Linked DNA regions of Columba livia: region 2 is linked to region 1. The links are chromatin contacts, called in public Hi-C maps. All regions are on one chromosome and are shown on one strand. The core of a region is the stretch at or near the end of the contact, and the rest is flanking DNA. Distances in the headings are between cores, read along the strand shown. Region 1 has its middle 52 kb from the start of ZPLD1. Region 2 overlaps SENP7 (SUMO specific peptidase 7).

What was found. A called contact is a pair of places that touch in the nucleus more often than the background predicts.
Region 2: a contact with region 1 is called in a Hi-C map of liver, with 3 times the contacts expected there. The contact joins two enhancer-like sites. A contact is called at or near these places in 2 of 2 Hi-C or Micro-C datasets (crop and liver).

What each region holds. Positions count from the first base shown.
Region 1 is chr1:71,789,425-71,796,946 of bColLiv1.pat.W.v2, reverse strand. No RefSeq gene overlaps it. Among named protein-coding and RNA genes, the nearest start is that of ZPLD1, 52 kb to the right of the region's middle. Within about 2 kb of position 4,071, at least 1 of the 3 cell types and tissues checked has an H3K27ac peak away from gene starts, as active enhancers do.
Region 2 is chr1:72,041,084-72,048,605 of bColLiv1.pat.W.v2, reverse strand. It overlaps SENP7 (SUMO specific peptidase 7), which reads right to left. Exons shown (of 24, transcript XR_002418699.2): 6 at 7,005-7,202; 7 at 3,235-3,350; 8 at 2,298-2,467; 9 at 1,027-1,384; 10 at 1-12. Among named protein-coding and RNA genes, the nearest start is that of SENP7, 21 kb to the right of the region's middle. Within about 2 kb of position 3,340, at least 1 of the 3 cell types and tissues checked has an H3K27ac peak away from gene starts, as active enhancers do.

The DNA of each region.
Region 1 (7,522 bases), core at 2,822-5,321:
AGTACAGACTGAGTAATCAACTCAAATGACCCAGGGAAAATTTATGAATCATCTGGAAATGATGTCAAATTCCCCTACTAACTAAACTAGTTGTCCTTAAACGTTTTAAAGAGACCAGCATTCTGGTTTTGGTAGGAAGGTAAAGTTTCTCTTGCTACAGAAAAAAAACCCAAATCCAAACAACCAACCAAAAAAACCCAAAACAAAAATACACTAATAAAAACCCAAAGAAAACCATACTGGCAAGACTGCATTGCTACTTGAGTTGGTGAGTAGAATGGGGAAGAATGGTTAAAGCATTAAAACCTCAAGATCAAAGCACTCTTTAAAGATACCTTTACAACTGTTAAATTCAGCCTGAATATCCCTACTTTCCTGGGTTGTACCAGCTACCAACCAGTTCTAGGATAGGCAGGGAGGAACATAGGGCTTATTTAAGTGTGATAAGAACATAACAGCTGTGATCCAATATGTATGAAGATCAACAGGAAGGAAGATCGCACTTGGCTCAGGTGGTGCTGTGCTGGCAGAATGGTACGTTCTGGGAAGGAGACAGTGTATAGTGTGATTCTACCTCACCTTTTGAATGTGGGGAAGGAAACCATGCCATCTGCAGCACCTATAGGCTTTATATGTCATATGGAAGGTAGAGACTGACAGAGCCCTGGTGCCTGTTCATTGTGTGGGTCCAGAGCAGGAGAGTGAGCAGATGTTGAGGCTTGGGCTCGGTGCTTTCTGGTCATCCTGGCTGCCTTGCTACAGGCATGACTCTGGCCTTACCAGGCAGATCTTCTTTGTGGGACCAGAGAGTGAATGAAAGGCTTGCAGAGCCACTTTGTAGAATGTAAAATAGGTGCCTACTGGAGGGATGAAGTGTGGGAGCTATGCTTTAGTGGTAAGGCTTAAGAATAAATGAAAACAGATAATATCACAAAAGGTAACAGGTGTTTTTTGGATCCTGGCCTATGGACTGACTTAGTGATCTTGGAAAGCAATTGGAGGGACAGTTTAATATAAAAATGCCAAGCTCTTTTGGTGGTGGAGGCACACAGGATTCTGTATGTTTAAGACATCCTTTCTGCTTTTTCCCCAGCCACTAGCTGTGTTTCTATCTCATTCCCATCTGGTAATATAAATATATATTCATATATATATGTATATATATATATATATATTTTTTTTTTTTTTTTACTTCCTTTTGTGTCCTTCCCATATTAGATGAGAGGCTGTTTTCATGGCAGTTGCTCTTCTGAGAAAGTAATCATGAGCTTTGTAGGCAGTGTTCCTTGTCCCCATCACAATTACTCTTCTGCAATCTGGCTTGTGAAACTAAATTTGAGTTTGTTGCTGTTGTTCCATCCCCCCAAATATTTATCATAAGGTATAGAAAGGCTGTCCTAGGCTTTTTTAAACTTAGGAGGTGGAGTGGGTAATTATATTAAATGAAGGCAGGAGACATGAGATTCTTTCAGCCTCCTTAGAAGAAATCTGGAAATTTTGCATCTCTAGCATTTTCCTTGGTGTGCTTGAGTTCTCTGTAATTTATAGATTAATCAATTCAACCCCTCTAATATTTTTAATGAGAAAACTACACATAATCTATAGCAATAGCTTCAATATAGTGTATCTCATCTTGGTAATAAAAACGTGCTACAATATTTTAATCTAGTATTATGGAATACTTTTGAGTAATTTTTTAAATTAACATAAGGGCTGACTCCTGGAAGATACTCCATGAAAACAAATTATATTATTAATCAAACCAAAGCACAGAATTCTCCACATAGTGTTTTTAAAATGCTCAAGATGGCCTTTAATTGAACTGTTACAGAAAATAACAACGAGAAACTGTGTACTTGGTGCTAAAATTAACTTTACAACACATGTTCAGCAGTTTATATTAGATGGTGGGACCAAAATGCAACTATGGGATGTAAAATGTTGCCAGCAAACTGGCATTTATTGTCTAATAACAAATTTCCAACTTAGATTAATAAGAACCTTCTTAATTAAACAGTGTCATTCCTTGTTGCATGCTGAAATGGCTGATGATAAATGCCATTTCCATGCGTTGTCTTCTATTAACTTCCCTCACTTTTCCTTATGAGGACTATATATCACGCAAAGAAACTAGATCTTAACAATGCTTTTTCTCTTGGCGCCTGTCATGTGGTTGATTGTTGTGGCTTTTTTGTTTTTGCCTTCTTTTATCTAAATCCAGGCTGTGTTTTAGACTTCTGTGGCTGTGCAAAAGATGAAGGATAATTAAAGAACTTTGTATTTTGTACAGAAGGACTAGGCTTGTGGTCCTTCATGTGTTTTTCCATTGCTCCCTGGGCCAGGCATAGACACAACTGCCTCTCTCTGGATGTATGAGACTTGTCCATTTTGTGTCTTTGCTCTGGAGCCCGTTCAAAATAGCTAGAGGAAGACAACTAGATTTTGACAAAAGTTCCAGCTAGTCTTGCAGCAGTGATGGACAGTGGATGACTGGGGAGGAGTACAAGGACAGGACAAACAGATGATGATGCATTTCTGTTATAGTCTGCCTAAGCCACGTTGCTGTGGTTTTGTTCAAGCTGTGGATCTTCATTCTACTTCCATAACTGGTCAGTTCTTGTGCCTTCAGGATTTCCCATTGTGCCCACTGTCCTCTTGGGTTAGCAGATGTGCTCTCTTCTTTTACCAGCATAGCAGTTCCAACCCCATAGAGCTCTATCTCTGCCCTGACATTGCTGACTTAGGTGCTGTTCTCACCATCTTAGCACAAGCTGGTGAAGCCCCTTGCTACGGCTGGTGTAGTGGGGCTACAGGATCAGTCAAATATAAGTAGTTTCTCTGCATCTGCTAAGAGACTTACCTCTCTTTTTCAACTTTACATTAATAGCAGGTTGTATGGGGTTGATTGTTGTACAGTGCTGGCACCCCTCTAAATATACAGGCAATATGCTGGGCTTGAGCAAATCCCCAAAAGAGCAGGAGAAGACACTGAGCAATAACCTCTGTTCTATTAAGTACCTTTTGATGTCTGAAGCAAGCGTTCTCCTTTATTGGAGAAGGGCTCCCTCTGGAAGGAATGTGTGTCTTACCTACAGGATCCAGGCCAGGGCTCTTCCAGAACCCCTGCTATGGGCAGTGGGTGGATAGGGGAGGGACATGGTCCCTGTGGGGTTTGCTGGGCTATGGGAGGTGGGGTGACATCAGGGTGGTAGAGCAGGCTAGGACCTGGGGTGGCATGGTAGCAGAGAGGGCAGGCAAAGGTTTTCCTCTTTGGTCAGCTGAGCCCTTGCTCACCTGGTCCAGGTGAGTGTCAGTGATATCTTGCAATATCCAGAGCTGTCTCTGCTTTGTATCTTGTACTAGTCAATAAGTCCTAGCTCTAATGGGAGGGGTTTTGAGTCTCTCAGTTGGTGCAAAGGTACCAAGCGAGCTGAGTATGACCTCTAGTGTCCTGTTCTATCAGATACTGAGAGTCAGAGCTTGTTGGGTGATTCAGCTGCTGGGATCCTCTGTGCTGCTTGTAAATTGAGACCTGCAAATCTGTGAGGGGAAAAAAAAAAAAGACACCAGAGAGATGGGATAGCTAGGTTGCTTGCCATCAAGCACCTACTCTAGTGGGCTCAAACAGTGCTGTGGATATCTGTATTTTGAACTAGAAGAGCCGTTGCTAAAGCCTGCACAATTTTTTAAAAATGGATCCACAACTGGATCTCATTGCCAAAGCAGGGCTTTTAATAAATGTAGAGCAGAAACTTTCATTAAACTAAAAGCTCTAACAGACATGGTCTTTCAAGCAAGGACAAAGTAAATATTGTATCACAGTAGCTTTTATTAATGTTTACTTCTCTAATTGGTAGAACTCTGTTGTAGGGTCTTTGGCCTCCTGTGCATCTGAGATGTACTTTCTTAGCAGCAGCCCAGGTTGGGTGTCAGAGGGACATAGATTCAAAAGTTCCAGCCCATCTCACTTGGGTTATAGCAGGATCTACTGTCCTCCACAAAAGAACTGCAGAAGCAAAATTACTCATCCTGACCATGTTGATGTGAAAGCAAGACCTAGCCCAACAGAGTCTGTGTACCCTGAAGAGTGTCCATTCCCTGAAATATAGACTTAAGTGACAAGCAATAGCATTGCTAACAATAAGATTATCCATTTATCTGCTATATTTAATTTTAATCTTAAGCAGTATAAGCATCTAGCAGGTAAGGTGGAACAAGTGGCATTTCCATCTTGCTTTTAGTTTCTGGTGGATGTGTACATGGGGACTATCGCTGCTTATCTTCCGTAGCATTCTTCTGTAGATGTGGTCAAATATGTGTTTGCCTATAACTCTGAGGTGCTTGTATACCTGGATGTCATTGAAGAAATTTATCGCTTGTGCTCACTAAGTGCAAAACATCCTTTGCAGTGAGAAACTTTAATAGTTCTGTATTTGTGATCTGTGGTGCTGACTCACAGCCATGAGTAAAATGTAAATTTGCACTGATGCAGATCGTGGCTTCCATGCCCTTGACTCAGAAGTTATTTCCCCCTGAGGTATCTGGCCCTGCTTCAGCAGTGACTCAACTGTTTGTGGCGCTGAATACCACAAATAACAGCCTGGCATATTGAGGAAAGCTGAAACTGGCACTGATTATATATTAATATGCTGCAGCTAAGCAGCTGCTTTGTGAGCATCTGAGTCATGCCTGCAGCTGGCTCAGGAAGTCTGAGGTAATTTGGAATAAGGCCTGCTGCTGCTGCAACTCTCACTCTTCCTTTCTCCAACCAAAGCCCTGTGTCATTTCAGTATCTCAGCAGCCAGGGAGAACCTTCCTTACCCTGGAAGGCAGAGAAACCTGGGAAATGAAACAGAGCTTAACTTCCCTTCTGTCTCTGCCTAGTGTCTGTCACGGCAACGTAACCTTGAACATGAGTGAAGCTCCTGGTCTTTTTCTTGCAATGTTTTCTCTCATGTGATCATGCTCAACAACATATGCCGGCAAGAGTGTTACAGGGATCAGTTAGGGCACATTTGGGGTTTCAGAAGCACATAAAGCACACTCCATAACACCCGGTGTTTCTAAAAATTGCCTCTTCAGTGTCTGCTCCCCAAGGCTTTTTCCCAGGTTAATTGACATTTTTGTTAAGGAAAAAAAAAAAAAAGCTTCAATTTTTTTAACCTTCTAAAAATTATTTTTTGGTTCTTATCTAATATGAACTGAAATGAACTCTGTGGTGAAGGCTACCCAGCCTTGGAGAAAGGTGATGTGTGAATGCTCTGAGATGATAGAGAAGATGAAAAAGCATACCTGTTGGTCTTTTGCATTTCCTTGTGGTTTAAAGGCACAGGAAAGGCTTCAACAGCTGCTTTCTCTTTAGACTAAAGCACACTCATCCTTGCTTTTAAAGCTGTGCTAGGGTAAGTACTGAAAAAAAACCACCCTTTTTTGTTATGCCTGCATGGTACAGTAGAAACCATTTTAATGGTAATGTCTGCAGACTGTTAATTTTGTTTGTAATGAGACTGGAGAATGGTGACATGTAAGATACCTCTGAAAAGACATGGCTGGCAAAAGCTGGTTTGGGTTAAATTACTAAATTGTATTTTAGCCTCAAATATATTCCCCCGTTGATTCCTAGAGAGCTTAGGGTGTTGCCTATAAAGAAGGAGGTTGCCTTCATATGTGGAAAAAGCAACAGTTTTTGGAAGAAAAAGATATTCAAATGTCAGACTGAAAAGTGATGGTAACTGGCACACAGGGAAATCTGCCTTCGTGTCTGGGCTTCTTGATGGAGGGCTCACAGCAGCAGCTGCTTTTCCCAGTGAATAGACAATGTGCTCTCACTGCCTTTTGTGTGCAGATGGATGCTCGGGAGGGGCAGGATGATGGAGACAGCTTTGCTGGCATATGTGCATGATAATGCCTATCAGTCTGGAGCTAGGAAAAGGATCCGTGCAAGGGAAAGGATAGGGAAATAGAATATAAGACATGAAAGCAGACCCTTGTCTGAGCAGTGTTTTCTAGCGTATCTGTTCTTCACAGGCATGAACTCAATATCCAATTTATTTTATAGCAAAAAACTACTACCCTTGAAGTCCTTTAACTGGCCAAAGATTCGTTACGTTAGCCTTTTCTCTACTAGCTCAGATCTCTCTTGTTTGTTCTCATTTGGTATTACAATTTTTGGATTAGACAATGCTTTAGGGAAAGGCAAAGAAACAAAATTAACACCTTAAAATGTAGTACATCTGTATGAAGTATGGAGAGCTGTGTGTGAGAAATGCTTCCTTGTCTGCAAGGGTGATCTGCCTGTGCAGTGAAGCATGAAATTTGATTATTACCTTATTACAACCCTTATTGTAGCTTGTGGGTCTGAAAACATTATTAATGTAAATAAAATGATTCAGCCTTTCCTAGGCAACATAGTCCTTCCTTAATTTTCAGAGGCAGTGAGTCTCGCCAGTTGGTTCTGTGCAGCCCAAGCTGGCAATTATTCTTTGCCCCACAACTTGTTTTCACTGTAGCTGTGGGATGACGGAACCACAGAAAGTCTTTTCTTTCTGACCCTATGCAATGTAAAGCTGAACACTTTGCAAGGACTCAGATTTGTATTGTGTGCTGGTGGGTTTTTTTAAAAACAAAATCCCTTGTCTGTCAGGTCAGGAACATCCCTGTTACTCAGGTGGGACAGGAGCACACGGTGTGACTGTCGGCATATTTTGACATATGCCTCGCGTCCAAGATAGCCTTTATTTACCCCTACCTGGCTCTGCTGGGTACTGGGAGGAGTGAGTAAAATCGGAGTGTTGCCGCCGAGCCAGGCCCTGCAGATGGCAGCAGAACAGCACCGAAGACAGAGCCCGGTCCCCCCGGCGCAGCAGCATCCCCGACTCTGCCTCAGCCAGACAACTGAATCCTTCTGCAAGGTTCAAGGGCGAAGGCAGTGAATTCAGGTATTCAAACCATGTGCGAAGGTCCCATGCTGGAGTTCAACACTTTGCATTCAGGCATGGCAGAGAAGAGAGAGGGGGGGGAAAAAAAAAGCTTTGGAAGAAATTGAGCCATGAAGAGGGAAAAAAAAAGCCACAAACACAGAGTGCATATTAATAGTGTATTATAAGGTGATGTCCTCTCAGTGTGTCTGTGTAAATACTGGTGAAGGAACTCAAATTAGGGCGTTTCCCAGGAGGGGCTCTTAACTACAGTTATGATGAATTCTCTTGTTCTCAGCCTGAACTGAGGGATGCTTTCAGCAAAGTGGAACAGGTTCAGTGATACAGACTGGGAGAAACCTGCTCCCAAAGAGGAACTGAAGTTACATCATGAGTGGTCTTTGACTGTTGAGTATTGGGGGCTCTTGCTGCTGGGGCTAAAGGATGAATTGCAAGAGCTGTAAGACTCTCAGTGTACCTTGTCCTGATCGCTGTCCTCCCACACGTGTTGTAAGGTGGGAGACAGGCATCTGCACAGAATTTCTATCACTTCCAGAGTACTTGGTTTATTCTGGAAAAATCTTCAGACAGCTGTTGAAGCTAGT
Region 2 (7,522 bases), core at 2,091-4,590, 250 kb before region 1:
TGGAAAGGACAACTAAAGAGGAAAAAAGTACTATACCTGTACTACAAGATGCAGACTTGAAAATATTTCATTCATTTTGGATTTCAGACGAGCAAAGAATGCTCTCTTGCAGTAAGTAATATCAAAGCACATTGCTCAAACCAGTCAAGGTGTGCATGCGTGAAAATGAATGCAACAAGTACTGTGTTGTACCTTTATTCACACCTTTTACCCAAGATCCTCAAAATTATTTGAATATTAAAAGAAACAGGCCACAACATAGCAGCTTCAAATAAGACAGAATATTCTCAGTTTAAACATCATTAAAAATTACAAGATAGATTTTCCACACCCACAAAATCAGCTGCAAAATAAGGACAGGAATTTCAAAATCATAGAATCACAGAGTCATTTAGGTTGGGAGAGACCCTCAAGATCATCGAGTCCAACCATAACCTAAATCTGGCACTAAACCATGACCCTCACCTTTTTAAACACCACAACTTCTAAATACCTCCAGGGATGGTGATTCAACCATCTCCCTGGGCAGCCTGTTTCAATGCCTGACAACCCTTCCCGTGAAGAAATTTTTCCTAATATCCAATCTGAACCGCCCCTGGTGCAACTTGAGGCCACTTCTTCTCATTCTATCACTGGTTGCTTGGGACAAGAGACCAACACCCTCCATGCTACAACTTCCTTTCAGGTAGTTATACACAGCAATAAGGTCTCCCTTCAGCTTCTTTTCTCCAGGCTAAACAGCCACAGTCCTCTCAGGCACTCCTCATCAGCCTTGTGCACCAGACCCCCCACCAGCTTCAGTGCCCTTCTGCTGTCTATCCTGTTTCTCAGATACAAGACCATCTACACTCCAGTAGAGGACACTGGCACTAGGCACTGTTATCTAACCTGCACAATGCATTACAAACAACATGGTCTGTCTTCAATCTTTTATTCTGTATGTTTTAACTAGTCAGCCATGCATGAGTTCTCCTAGTTCTTAAGCATACCAATGGTAATTGTCAGCAGCACAGACACAGTACATACTTGGGTCAACTGAAACAAGCCGATGATTACCCGTGGAGATTTTGTTCCGCAGCTTGAAGTACTGTGATGTGTCCATCTTTAATTTCTTGATGGTACTAACTTGTGGTGAAATCACATCCTCAGCACTGGCAGAAAGCTGTTTCTCTGACAAATTTCTGGTGGGAGACTCTGAGACAGGTTCCTCTGTGCAGCTGTGAGAAGGCTGTAAGTGGTTGTGGGTGGAAGTGTCTTTATATTCTCTTTCTAACGGCTGTGGAATACAATCCAGCACCAGAACTGCATTAGATCTGCAACTTTGTTCATCCTCACAGGGTGTTCTGCAGCCAGGAGACTGAGCTGAACTCAATCTTTGCTCTTTCTAGAAAACAGATATCAGAGACAGGAAATATGTTTATTTCTTGAGATTTTGATGATGGTTCAGATCAGTTACCACTGAGACTTGGCTATATGCGAGACAAAATAATTACTGCTTAATGCAGCTGCACTTAGATCTTAAGCCAGGGTAATTTCTCCCTCCTCATATTCCAAAGGTTATTACATAAAGGTATGACCCCCACTCAAACTGAACAAGAAACTATTTCTGATTTTTTAGCAGTGTGCTCACTGTCTGACAGTAAAAGACCAAGCACCAGGGAAGCTCATTACTTTGCCAATGTGTGGGTTGGTCAACTGGGTGAACAGGACTCAGCAACTACCTATATCTGTACGGTTTTAATCAGAAGGTTAGAGAGATGTCTTTATTGTACTCAAATGCTTAAATATAAATCACAATTTGTTCTTGACTAACTGATTCCCTCAGTCTTTTTTTTTTCCCCTTTCAAATCTTAATGACAGATAAGAATAAAATGGTATGATAGATTAAGGAGGAAGAAGAAAGATGACATCTGCAAGATTTTAATAACCCCAGATATGCTTCGTAATTTTTGTGTCAAAGTCCCTAATTAGTTCTATACCATCTATGAAAGAAGCTTCACTTAAACAGCTAGATGCCTTATTTCCAAAATTGTTATTCTCCACGCTCCTGTCTGAAGGACACACTGTCATTCATCTCTCACAACCTTTTTGCTAAAACAAGCATATTCTGTAGCTGTGGACAGAAGTACAAATATTCACTCTTATTGATGCATCACTGAACTACTTTTCCTCAATAGGTTTAGCAGTATCCCTAGATATCCTGCTTACTAATACAATTCTTTTATTTTGGATGTTGTGACTGCTGCTGCTGAAGTATGTGTGCATGTGTGTACACAAACACATTAAGTGCAACTTACAGACAGCAGAAGTGATTTTTCTGGAATGTGGGCATTACAATCATCAGAAATATAGCCACTACATCTTCTTTTCCTTTTCTCAGAATCAAAAGAGCCAGATTCCTTCTGACTAAGAGTGGTGCCGTTCATGTTTCTGCTCCTCTTCTCCAGTTCATCATAGTTCTTGTTTTCTGTATCAGGCAAAAAAAAAAAAGGAAGTGATTTAATTAGTTCTCCTTAAAATTCTTTGTATTTCTTCAGATCTGTTACGTCTTAAATAAAATGCACAGAGCAGATACCTTCCATGATAGTTCTTCCCTTTTTTAATTGTGTGTGGTTGCCAAAATATATTCCCTAAAATAATTAAGGAAAGATTATTATTGCATGATTAGTTAAGGTAAAGGTATGATCAAATTGACAGCTCCCTTCCAAGTAAGAACTAGCACTCCATACTCCACAGTCTTTATTCTGTCTTCTGATGGATGCAATATTCTCAATTTTTTGTTTTCATCTGCAAATATTACTAACTAGTACAAAAAGTACACTCTCTCTGGAGACTCAGCACAGAGCTCCATTTTTCAGCAATAAATACAAATATTGTCATTTAGCATAAACGTTTTAGCATGATTCACACACCATTTGAGCATTCTTAATGTATTACATTCTTCAGTATAAAAGACTTTTTTATAAAATTAGAATCTTAATGGTGCAGTGAGGTTTCCCTCAGTTTCCTTTTTCTTCCATGGATCTGATTCATCATAGCTTTATTCCTGTTGAAAACCAGCTATTTGATATATTTTACCATATCTGTAAAAAACTGCATTTTGAGGAAACACATATGTTGTATGCAACACCTGTTTTACTTCTGTGCTCTCCTCATAATATTAGACTAAAAAAAGAAATTCTCAACACTCTCCAAATCTTACATTTAAATGCCAGATTATTGCTCACTACAAACCTTTCTTCTGAAGCTCCCGTCTTCTAAAAGTGAAGGCTTTTTTTTTTTCTGGTTCCTTAGAAGCCTTGGTCAATTTACACAGATCATCATCTGTCTTCCTCAGGCAGCGCTCAGACCTGTAAAGAACAATAACTGTGACTTATCTTTAATTTTGAAGGAACACTGAATAAAAACCCCAACAGAAACAATAGTTGGTTAGACCAGAAACTTCTGCCTCTTCCGTAAGCATGTGGAGCTTGGCAAGTGAAACACAAACTAATTCAGTTCCTGTCATGGAAATACACAGGTGCTCTGACGTTATTAATGGAACAGATGCTTCTAAGAGGCATAAAGAATGAAAATATTACATGCTTGACATCAGACACTACAATACTACTTTGCTGTAAAGCAGCACTGCAACAAGAAAAAAGGAGAACAACAGTCATTTGAGTGTATCCTTGCCTTTATCATGAAGGCAGCGGGAATGAGGCAATGTAGTATATTTTTTATCCAGATTTAGAACTGCTATTAGAGTCCACTGAGTAAGTTCCTGCAATGGAAGAAGTTTCGAAATAGAAATTCCTGCTCAGAAGGGCCTGAAACATTAACTTTGAAGGCGGCGGGATACAGGATGTGAATGAGGAAGAAACAGAAAAGCATTACAGTATGAGAAACTATGCAACCTACAGGTGTTCAGCTGAGTTTGTAGTTTCATTCAAAAAGGAGGACAAGCAGGAAAGTAATCAGTTTGTTTTGTTTAGTTTTTTTTCTTAATTAGCTTTTTTATAAATAGGAGAATATATTCAGGAGGTTCTGATAGACTGAACAGTTTGACATAATCACATTTGAGGTCTGATCTTGTAGACATACTCGGCTTCTCTGGAGACTAGTTACAGCTGACAAAAGTCTACATAACTATTTTGGTTTCTAGCATACGCATTAGGATAACATTTTGTTATATATTCATGTGGTATCTTCTCACATGAACTTAATTATATTCAGTAAACAAGACCTCTCTTCTGAAAATTTATCAGGGTTAAAAGATATAAGCAACTAACCTTCATGACCTCTGCTTCATTTTCTGTGAGAGTTGGAAAATAAAAAAGAAAACAAAGATTTCATAGATAGAGCAATTTAATGATGCTCTGGAAAACGTGTTCTATTCCTCCTTTTTTCACGTCACTTAATCCCAAATGATTTTGCGTTCACTGCTTTATAAAGTGCTTAACTCAGAATGTTGCAGTCTCCAATTTGCAAAAACTAAGTGTGATCATCACAATGACTGCTGAGCCTGGACCCGTAAAGAACATTCTTGACATCTCTAACTACAATAGATAGCCAAAACTGTTGTATGCTTTCTGAACAGATGCCTATTCTTCAGTGCTCTATCTGTAGATTGAAGTATCATTGCTCTTTGGGAATACCGTAAAGACAAATAAAGATTTCCAGAGTACTCTGATACTATAGTGATTAACAGTATATAAGCACCATGAAGAAATCACTGATTATCTTTCCATTCACAAAGAATGATGAATTGGACTGTATACAGAAAAGGCGTTCTGCCAGCACTGTCATTCATTCTGTATATTGAACAAGACAAGAGTCTTCCAGAGATTAGTCAGCTCTAGTTCAGGAATAACTTCACTACAGAAAACTTAATTTTGGAACCCACATCTCTCTCTCTCTAATATTAGTACACATAACAGTTATACAGATTTGACTGCCTTAAAAGACCACACAAAACCATTAAGTGATTTTTAGCATTTAACACCAGTATCCCAATTCAGGCATCTCGACAGTAGGAAACATTTCAATAGGAATGTTTCAGCTAATAAACTTTCCTAAACATTTACTCCACACACAAATCCTTCACATTTTCACTTCCAATCTTTGCTGATAACTCAGTTTAAAATGCACCTCTTAGCAGATACATGCATAAGCCAAGAAGCTACGGCAGTATACAGCGAAGTGTTCTCAACAGCCATGAGAAACAATTATGAAATGCTTTAAATGCCTCAGTTTCTATACATTAAGACCTACCTCATATTTGTTAGTTATACTGATAGGTCAGTCATATTGACTTAAGCAAATGTATTTCACATTGGGTTGCAGTAAGCAATCAATGCAAAATTCACCCATTCTGTAATACCAAAAGCAAGAAAAAAAAAACAACAGAGAATTCACAGCAAGTTCTAGCTGACAGAAGTAGGTTAAATTATTAGCACCCTTTTCTGATCACACACAATTCTTTGACTTAACTTGAAACTGCCATAGTACAAAACTGAGACAATTCTCAGTAAAACAGAGCATATATTCTAGCTACTCTGACGACACAAAAGAATCTCGACATGGCCATCATATGCAGAGTCATCGTCAAGTGTATCTTATTCACAGACCTTAGTTACAGAGAGGTGAGCAGAATCAAACCACAGCCATGTTGAAATAATACCCTAAGTTGTCCATTTCCCATGCCATATCTACTGCAACTTACAGTAATATGCTGGCCACCGGGGAGGAGTGAAAAATTAGCCTGATGTTGGTTCTTGCTAATAACAAGCCTTTTACTTAATACATTAGAAAAGTAGATCACAGGAATGGAAAGTTAATCCTTCAAGCAATGAACCACTCCAAACCTAAAGTTCAGTATACCAACTACTAAAAAAGCTGACTACTACAAACCATTCTTGTGCTTAACACAAAACTCAACAGCCGCCCTTCAGATACAAGTATGAAAAAAACATGCAAAATGTTTTCACAGAGTTACATACAAGAGTTCATGTTTTCCTCTCTACGAACGCACTGTCTCCTGTCATTCAAAATAATACCAAGTGGAAAATCAGACAATAAAAACTATCAATTATCAAAAATTATCTTGAAGATTTTGTGGTAAAACAAACAAACACAAAACCACAAACACAAACAAACAAGAAGTGCCAAACAAACAAAAAAAACACAGTCCAAACAAACTCCAAACAAATTTACTCAACCTAAAATTATGGAAAACTATTTATTAGCAACAAATGTAATATTTCTAAAATGAGATGGTCTAATAAATTGTTCTAAATCCCTCATTTAAATTGCAGTTTTGCCAGATTAACTTGAGAAGCAACGGGGATCCCAACAGAAAAAGAGAAGTGGCCATAAAAGACAAAACAGATTGCTCTGAATTTAACTGCCATCTTAGACCAAAACCAGTGTTATATAATTCTAATATCTGATTTCTGCTAGTTTTAGATGTCAAGTGTTACTGTGATGCTCGGTCAACCTAAATAGACGAAGCAAAGAGGAAAAGTAGATGTTAAGGAATGAGAGGACACACAGAGAACATTTAAATAGTGGCACTCTGTTGAGGCTGTGAACACTGATGGATTAATGTGAAAAGAAATGAACTATCACACAGAGGAATTTGGAGAAATTTTGAAAAAGATGTTACTTGAAATCACGCTAGAATGTATTAACACCAACAGGAAAGCAAAGTTTTGGTTCTGGACACAAAACTGACTTAAATGTGTTTGAATTACATGGCCATCTTCACAAATCAAAACACTGATCTATTGTAAATTGAAATTCCTGCTATGAAAGAAAAGTAGCCCATTAACATCAGGTACAGTGAATCAGAATAAACGCAATGTTAAAACAGCTTATTGGAGCAGCATGCTAGTTTGCACTCAGGAAACTGATCTCCTGCTTCAAGAAAAGAGTATAAGAAAAATCCTTTCAAGGAAATTCTTTTCCATCATGAAGTTATGTCATTTCAGGAAGACTGGCAAAATCAGCAGTGAGCAACATACCTTTCAGACAGAAAGGAACTTTCACGAGGAGGACTTAATATTTGACATGTTTGTAGGCTGGCAGCAGATGATGATGGTAGTTGACCCGATTGCAACTTGTCAGCATCAGATAAATCTGCATCAATTATCACATGGCTGTCTATGTATTTTCTTCCAATTTTTGTCCTCAGGACATTTGTCAAAGTAACTGTGGGTTGCCTGCCATATACATAACAGTAAATCATAAATACTGCACTGAAATCTAGAGAAAGAAACTTCTTGTTAAATTCATGTATCTTAGAGGCTTGACAATTATCAAACATCATTACTTCCCATCCCTTAGAGACAAAACAAAATCCCACTAAGGAACTTAAAACCCAGGGTAAGCAGATAAACGCAAAAAAACAAGAGATAAGGTTAAGAAACTCTAGAGATACTAATTTCACCTTAGCCAGATACAGTTCATACTACATTGCCTCTAACACATCATCTAAGTATTGTTGAAGAAACAGTAAGTGTTTATCTCTACAGAGCTTTCA